Regions from separate parts of the Oryctolagus cuniculus genome. Here region 1 is linked to region 2. A link is a contact called in public Micro-C data. All regions are on one chromosome and are shown on one strand. The core of a region is the stretch at or near the end of the contact, and the rest is flanking DNA. Distances in the headings are between cores, read along the strand shown. Region 1 has its middle 36 kb from the start of PLA2G4D. Region 2 holds the start of JMJD7 (jumonji domain containing 7).

Region 1 (4,360 bases), core at 701-3,200, 220 kb before region 2:
AGATGTTCCTGGTGCATGTTGTCTCTCTCCTCCTTTATAGTCCTCCTCCGCCAATCCCAACTCGGCTGCCCACACGCCGAGTACGCTGCTCTCCTCCAATCAGGAGCAGGATCAGCTCTTGGAGGTCATCACTCAAGTTGGCAAGAGGCAGCTGCGTAGAAGCTGTTTCCTCCTCTCCCAGTGCCATATTGTGGGGGAGCAGATGCATAGAATAAGTCTTAATTCCAGTAACTCAGTCCAGTCCGGATTGCTCCCCACAATCCTGGCTTTGGCTTGGCCTAAGCTATTGCAGCCATTGGGGGAGTGACCCTGTGGATGGAAGATCTCTGACTCTCCATCGCTCTCTGTCACTCTACCTTTCAAATACATACACACATACGTACGTACGTACGTACATTTGTTAAAATGCCTAGGTAAAGTCTCATAGTAGTAGACACTTGGATCTTCCTCTTCACAGTGAGGATGCCCATCTACACTAAAGCCCTTTCAGGGTATTGTGCATCAGAATGCTGAAAGCAAAGACTGCAGTACACAGAGCAACGCGGATGAATCTCATAAACACGATGCTGCGTGTAAGAAGTCCGGTGTTAAAAGAACAACACTGACTGGCTGCGCTTCTGTAAAGTAACATCGATCCAGCTGCCGTGGCTGAGACATCAGGCCAGTGTTTACGCTGGAGGGGAGGAGAGCGGGGGCGGGGGGAATAGCACGATGGATTCTGGGATGCTGGCCGCGTTCTGCTTCTCCATCAGGGTGCTGGCTGCGCAGGTGTGTTCAGTAGCATCTTAGGCTGTCTTCTGTGGTGGTAACTGAACACCTGAGACCGAGTCATTTGTAAAGGGAAGTTTATTTTGTACGGTTCTGAGGGGCGGAAGTCTAAGGTTGAGGGGCCGCGTGGTGAGAGCCTCCTTGCCAGTGGGGGAATCTCTGCAGAGTCTCAAGGGATCGCAAGGTGAGAGGGCTCCCAGGAGACAGCCCGAGTGGCCACTCTTGTGATCACCCGCTAGCCTGTTACCCACTAATCCACGAAGGGATTAACCCATTCACAAAGACTGAGTCCTCAGGACCCAGTTACCTCCCAGACCTCCAAATGCCGCTAATATATGACTTTGCGTGTTAAGTCTCCAACGCGTGGACTCTGGGGAAGCAGTGTTGAAGCCGCCGCAATTGGTGAGACTTTGTCCAGCCACATGCTTAGGATTCGTCTACTTTCCTGTGTGTCCGAGAGTCCTCAAAAAAGTTGACAGCAAATACACATCATGAAGAACCTATGCATGGATTTCAGGTTTTTGTTTTTTTTTTTGCACCAAAATAAACTTGTCTTTTAATTCCACTTTTTAAAAACTGTCCTTCAGGGCCAGTGCCGCGGCTCCCTTGGCTAATCCTCCGCCTATGGCACCGGCACACCGGGTTCTAGTACCGGTTGGGGCGCCGGATTCTGTCCCGGTTGCCCCTCTTCCAGGTTAGCTCTCTGCTGTGGCCTGGGAAGGATGGCCCAAGTGCTTGGGCCCTGCACCTGCATGGGAGACCAGGAGGAAGCACCTGGCTCCTGGCTTCGGATCGGCGCAGCGCCAGCTGTGGCAGGCATTTGGGGGGTGAACCAACGGAAGGAAGACATTTCTCTCTGTCTCTCTCTCACTGTCTATAATTCTAACTGTCAAATAAAAAAAAAGTGTCCTTTAATTAAGAGTTTACTAAAACAAAACAACACAGAAACCTGGGGGGGTGCCAGCCCCTGCAGGATGGACTGTGGTAACCTTTAATGTGTGCCTGCCAAGTAAGCGTCCCATCCGTCTTGTCTCCTCAGCACTCCTGGCCAGCGGCCTCAGGGGCCAGGGTGTGACTGGCAGGGGCCTAGCTCAGGATGTCATCTCCCTGGCACCAGGCACCAGCCCAGGAGCACACACCCAGCCTGAGCAAGCTGATCAGCACCCTTCCCCAGGATGGAGCAAACGGCTCCCCTGGCGTCGGCTATGCTGAGTGTGGGCTGCCAGACCGTAGCCCCTGCAGGTGGAGGATGAGGCCGATGGGGAGGAGACTAGAGCAGGACTGCCCTGACTGGTTCACATCCCAGCTGGGCCCTCCCCCAGCTTGCCAGGATCTTCATTTCTGTAAGTTCGTTCGGCATCTTTCCAGCGAGGTGAGGCTTAAGCTTGCCTCGTTTGGCTCCTGACAGCCGTGACGGAGTCTTGACTAACCCATGGTGCAACAGGTGGACGGCAGGGCCCCTTCCTGAACTGGTGTCACAGGAAGGTGAGGAGCCGTCTCTGCTCCAGCAAGCGTGAGCATGGTCAGTCCAGCCAGGAAGGGGTGTGCGCTGTCCCGAGGTCTTTCCTGCGACTAGCCCCGAGGCAGTGCTGGGTCACCACTCCCTAGGTCGGAATTCAGACTGACAGGATACGTTTTCATATGATGGAATTGGCATCAAGCCTTCAACTGGTCTGGCTTGGAAATATTTCTTTTCTCCCTGGATTTCTCTCATCAGTGATGATCACAAAGCCCCCAGGAAGGCTAACTTACTCCAGGGGGCAGGGCCTGACCAGTAAAGACCTGAGAGAAGGGAACTGGACAACCTCCCCACACAGGAGCCAAGGTTTTCAGAGCATTTCCAGCTGTTTTTGCTCTTTGTGCCACAAGGTGTCAGTGTTGGAACACAAACTATCGCCCTGGTGTTGCCCCTGCTGAGCGTGCAGCCTCCATGAGGCCCACTTGGGTTGATCTGTCTGCTGCTGGTGCCCTGGACAGCCTGGCCCTGGTCCCCCGCCAGCACCTGATGCCTGGCATGCCCCCTGACCCCCTCTCAGGGAATGAAGCTGCCAGGGCTTTGCAGGGCTCACACCCACAGGACCTGGGGGCAAGTGGTCTCGCTGGCTAAGACCCACTGGTATTGGCACCAGCCTCACAGCTCACCCCAGGGCCTGCCATGCCAGGGTGCCAGGGCCCAGAAGGGATTCCTGCACTGCCACTTGAACTACACTGCGCCTTGCGTCACCCTTCTTCCCTTGTTTCTCTATTCTGCCCCTGCAATGAAGGAAATTCTTGTTGAGGCCAGCCCTGTCCTTGTTCCCTACTCTGATGAAGAACCGGGGCAGGGGGGAGGCAGGGAGATGCCGATGCTGCTGCCTTTAAAATTGGTTCTAGAAGGAAAGTTAGAAAATGCCCTTCATGGGCTTCGAAAATGACAATAAGTCTTGTTCTTGTAAAAATGATGATTTCATTGCGATCACGTTAGGAGTTGCAGTATAGCTATAATACTCCTATGACTCAGCTGGGTCACTGAAGCCACTTTCTGCAATGGGGATTGGGCAGAAAAGGAGGGCGCGGCCTGTGGCCTCCAGTTTGCCGGCAGTAGTCCTTGTCTTTCAACAAGGTCGGTGTCATCGGTGTCATTATGACCCCTGTTTACAAATAAGACTCCTGAGGGCCAGCACCATGGCTCACTTGGTTAACCCTCCGCCTGCGGCACCGGCATCCCATATGGGCGCCGGGTTCTAGTCCCGGTTGCTCTTCTTCCAGTCCAGCTCTCTGCTGTGGCCCGGGAAGGCAGTGGAGGAGGGCCCGGGTGCTTGGGCCCCTGCACCTGCATGGGAGACCAGGAAGAAGTACCTGGCTTGGCGGGCATCTGGGGGGTGAACCAATGGAAGGAAGACCTTTCTCTCTAACTCTGTCAAAAAAAAAAAACAAACAAAACCAAAAAACAACAACAACAACAAAAAAACACAGACTCCTAAGTTCAGGACTGGCAGCTTGCTGAGAACATGCTGGAGAGCTGTTGGTCCCCTTTCCACAGCCCTGCCTTCCCCAGGAGGCTGCGCACCCCTACTTTGGAGTCAAGGACCCTGGGAGAAGCAGGAGCCCAGCCTGACTCTCCTGGACCTGTAAGGAGATTACTACCTCCCTGGATCGATGGCTGAAGATAAGTCAGCTCCTTTCCATAAATCTGTTCCCTTTTTGGAGCAAATTAAGTGGGCTTTTGTTTGCTGAAACTGGAGCGCCTTGGGCACAGCCAGCCTGAACCTAACAACAGTGGCAGCAGCTGCTGTCCCCTAGGGCTCTACTCCTAAGCCCTTTTCAAACTGAACCAGTTTATTAGCGTCTCGGCCTATTCCGCGATAAACAAGAGCCGGTTTTATTTTTCCTAGTAATTGTCCCCAGCTGTATTCCATCAAATCTTCCTTTGCTGCCATATACAGATAATTCAGAAAATGGGTTCTCCCAACACCGTGAGGCCACAAGCCCTGTTCATTTACACAACACACGATATCCTCATGTGTATTCTTTTTATATTTATGGACTTTTCTTCACTTCCCTACAATTGAAGGTATGCCGGTGGAGGAAGGCTAATTAAGTTTTCAGCTTC
Region 2 (3,886 bases), core at 1,292-3,791:
CAAAAGTCACACTGATGAGGCTTCACGTTTTTATTGACTTATTCCCATCTCATTTGAAAGGCAGAAAGACAGGAGTGAGACAGACAGACAGAGATCTCCCATCTGCTGGTTCACTCCCCAAATGCCCACAACGGCCAAGGCTGGGCCAGGTCAAAGCCAGGAGCCAGGAGGTTCGTCCAGGTCTCCCACGTGGGTGGCAGCGACCTACGCACGTGAGCCTCTCCGGAAGCTGCGGTGGAAGTGGAAAGGCCGGGACCTGAACCTGGCCCCTGATAATGGACACTGAGAGTCCCAAGCGGGGGCCTTAACCACTGCACCATTCCCCCGTTCCGCCAAACAGCCGGCCCAGACTGCTGTTTCTGAAACCACACCCTGGCTCCAACAATCCTCACACGGCTTCCCTCGCTTATTTTTCTCCTTGGCACACACCGCCATCTAATACCCTACATGTCGCACAGGGGTGGCCGAGCTCGTCCTGCTCACCGACACGACCCCTGCACACGGAAGGCGTTCAGCAGTCATCTGCTTAGCGGCTGAATGAAAGCCTTCCACACCCGCGTTGGCGGCTGCTCTGGGAGCGCCCCTCCCTCCCGAGGCCCCAGCCCCAGCCCCACCCCCGGTGAACCCCTCCGACGCTCACCACTGCCAGGGCGCATGCTCAGGCTGCTCCATGCCAGGACGGAGCGCCATCCCAGCAACGTCCCTGCCCTCCCGTGCAGTGCTGTGCCTCCCCTCAGCGCGCGCTCTACTCTGGGGTTGCTAGCTGCGGGTCCTGCTGCTCCCTCACGCTGGGTGCCTTTCTCCCAGCAGTGGCGTTCATACAGTGCCCAGGGCTTCATTTGTTACTGTCGTCCTTGAGGTCTGGCCAAACACCTTGGCCCCCGTTCGGCAGTTACTGCGTCCTGCTCCCATCAGCCACGGCACTCCCTTCACCCTGGGGCCCTGCTCTGTGTCTTCACGTAACTGTTCCAGAAACTGGAACCGAGTGGGAAGACCCCACTGGACACGGGAATACCAAAAAGGAACGAGCTGGCTCTCGTGCTTGCTTACTCCTCCAGCCATGGGCAAGATGGTGCCGGCTCAGCAGGCGTGGGAGGAAGTGGGCAGCAGAGGCACGTGCTTTCTCAGCCACTCCAGTCCTCAAAGCCAGGAGGTGACCTGGGGCCTTTGTGCACAAAGACTGCTCCCTGCAGACACCTGGCACACTCCCCCTAGGGTCCACGGCCCTCCACCTCCCTTCTCACCTACTTCTGTGTCACTTGCTAACGAGGCGTGGCCACAGCTGTCTGCCTCTCCACCCAGACAGTGAGCTCTATAGGGCAGAGTGGGTTCTTCGGTGATGGATCCAGAGCCTGTTAATATATACTGGCCAAAAGAATACTTAAAGGATCCACTGCCGAGCGAGGAAATGACCCAAAAATGCCCGGGGTAGATGGGTGTGGAATGGTCTCCACAACACAGGGCAGCACAGAGTCCTATCAAAGACAGCTCATGGGTGCATGGACTCACACACACACTCTGGGAGCCGGCGCTGTGGCGTGGTGGGCTAAGCCTCCGTCTGCGGCACCAGCATCCCATAGGAGCACTGATTAGAGTCATGCCTCCTCCACTTCCAACCTAGCTCCTTCCTATGGCCTGGGACAGCAGAAGATGGCCCAAGTCCTTTGGGCCCCTACAACGACATGGGAGACCCAGAGAAAGCTCCTGGCTTCTGATTGGCTTAGCTCCAGCAGTTGCAGCCATTTGAGGAGTGAACCAAGGGATGGAAGACCTGCTCGCCCTCTGTAACTCTCAATAATAATAATAATAATAATAATAATAATAATAATGCCTGCGCCGCGGCTCACTAGGCTAATCCTCCGCCTGCGGCGCCGGCACACCAGGTTCTAGTCCCGGTCGGGGCGCTGGATTCTGTCCCAGTTGCCCCTCTTCCAGGCTGGCTCTCTGCTGTGGCAGTGGAGGATGGCCCAACTACTTGGACCCTGCACCCCATGGGAGACCAGGATAAGTACCTGGCTCCTGGCTTCGGATCAGCGCGGTGCGCCGGCAGCAGCGGCCATTGGAGGGTGAACCAACAGCAAAGGAAGACCTTTCTCTCTGTCTCTCTCTCTCACTGTCCACTCTGCCTGTCAAAAAAAAAAGAAAAAAAGAAAAAAGAAAAGAAAGAAAAAAGATTCCCGCATCCCACAGGAGGGAACCAGGAGGGGAGGAGTTCTCGCCCTCTCTCTCTCCGCCGTTCAACAAAGACGAAATCTTTACAAGATTAAGTCTTCAGGTCGTAAGGACAACAGCCTGGCCAGCGCAGGGCGACTCAGAAACAGCCCACACGGCCCGGGCCTCGGGACCACGTGACTGGGGCCGCCCCGCTGCGGCACCAGCGTGTGAGGGCACAGGCAGGTCACATGCCGAGCTCCGCGGCGGCCCACGTCTCCGGCCCCTCAGGGGCCCTCCCGCAGCCTCCGAGCCAACCCACTCACCGCGGGCCGCGGCCGGGAATCCTCGCAACTCGCTCCGCACGGCGTCCAGGGCCGCGTCCGCCATGACGCCGCCAGGGACCCGCCCTCCTCGCGGGCCCCGCCCCGCGCCCCGCCTCCCGAGTGGGCCGCGCCTTTTCACCTGCCACGCTTGCCGGCATGCCAGGCTTAACAAATGACTGTGTTTATTGACAAGTTCATACATCAGTACAAACGGACACGTTAAAATCAGCCCCCGCCCCGTGCAGCCGGGGTGGGAGGAAGCGCCACGGCCTGGGCAAGGTATAAAAGTTATAAATAAAGGGGCTTTCAAAACGGGGGCAGGGCAAATCTGGACGGGGTGGCGGCTGCCAGTGGCCTCAGACATGCAGGAGGGGACTGAGCGCCGGCCCGGCCACAGACCCCAGCCCACGCTGGGCAGAGGGTAGGGAAAGGCGGCCACCTTCTCACGCACCTTAGCAGGAATGTTAACACCCTCCTCGCGATGGACAGGTCGGCTGCAGATGGCCAAGAACCTGGCCCAGAGGGTCAAGCCTGAGCCCTATTTGTGGTGGGCTGTGGGAGGTGCACGGAGTGAGTGCGCAGCTGCGAAGAGTTCCTGGGGCCAGGGTTTCACTTCAGCTTGGCCATGCAGGTGGTGGTGTAGAGTGGGGGTGGACAGGCTGGGATCTACTCAAGTGCACGCTGGCTGATGGGGCACCGACAGGCACCCTTCAGAACCCAATTTCATCATAAGCCTCTGCCAACGGAGCCAGCACGTGGGGGAACGAGCTTTAATGACCTGCAGCTGTGGTAAGGGTGCCCCAACTTACCTGGGGGTAGAGGGAAGCAGGAGGGCCCAGAGACACAGGTGCTTTGCCCAACTCTTCAACAACTGCCTGTTTGGTCCTACCCTTCCTACCTACTATAACCAATCTCCTCCCCCTTACCGCTAACACCTGCCCCTTTAATTCTAATCTACCTTCTCACCCCTGCCACTTACCTGTCCCTTCTACCACCTTTCTGGTGTCTCTTGGCCTCTGCGTTTCCCTCCCCTCAACCTCCGGTATCCAGGGCACCTAGCACTATCTTTGAGGAGGCTCTTTCTACCCGAACCAGATGCCCCATGGCCACCTCCCATCAGCTGGGCTGTGGATGCCAGAAATCCAGAATTAGGGTTTAGTGTGTTCCATTCCTTCTCGTGCTCCTTGACAAGGGTTCCACATTAAGCTAGGCTGGTGAAGCTGGGAGCAGGAGTGAGAGGAAGCCAGGCGCACTTCAGCCAGCCAAATACCCTGGCAACAAAAACCCAACTCTGTTTATGTGTGTGACCTCATCTGTGGCCAAGGTACTCAGAAGGTGGGCTGGCGCCCTGTAAACCATGAGGGAGGTTCCAACACAGGCTTCTGATTGAGCATCATTCAGGATGCAGG

Evidence for each region. Hi-C and Micro-C count contacts between places; a contact is called where the count stands out from the background.
Region 1: a contact with region 2 is called in a Micro-C map of ear pinna, with 4 times the contacts expected there. The contact joins the enhancer-like site here to the promoter of JMJD7 in region 2. A contact is called at or near these places in 3 of 6 Hi-C or Micro-C datasets (ear pinna, skin fibroblasts and an unstated tissue).

What each region holds. Positions count from the first base shown.
Region 1 is chr12:65,120,676-65,125,035 of mOryCun1.1, reverse strand. No RefSeq gene overlaps it. Among named protein-coding and RNA genes, the nearest start is that of PLA2G4D, 36 kb to the left of the region's middle. Within about 2 kb of position 1,950, at least 1 of the 8 cell types and tissues checked has an H3K27ac peak or open chromatin away from gene starts, as enhancers often do. A contact at or near this core is called in ear pinna, where this site is marked.
Region 2 is chr12:64,901,614-64,905,499 of mOryCun1.1, reverse strand. JMJD7 (jumonji domain containing 7) reads right to left here and starts at 2,541. Exons shown (of 8, transcript NM_001204238.1): 1 at 2,478-2,541. The coding sequence starts at 2,541. MAPKBP1 (mitogen-activated protein kinase binding protein 1) reads right to left here. Exons shown (of 30, transcript XM_017348119.3): 30 at 2,643-3,886.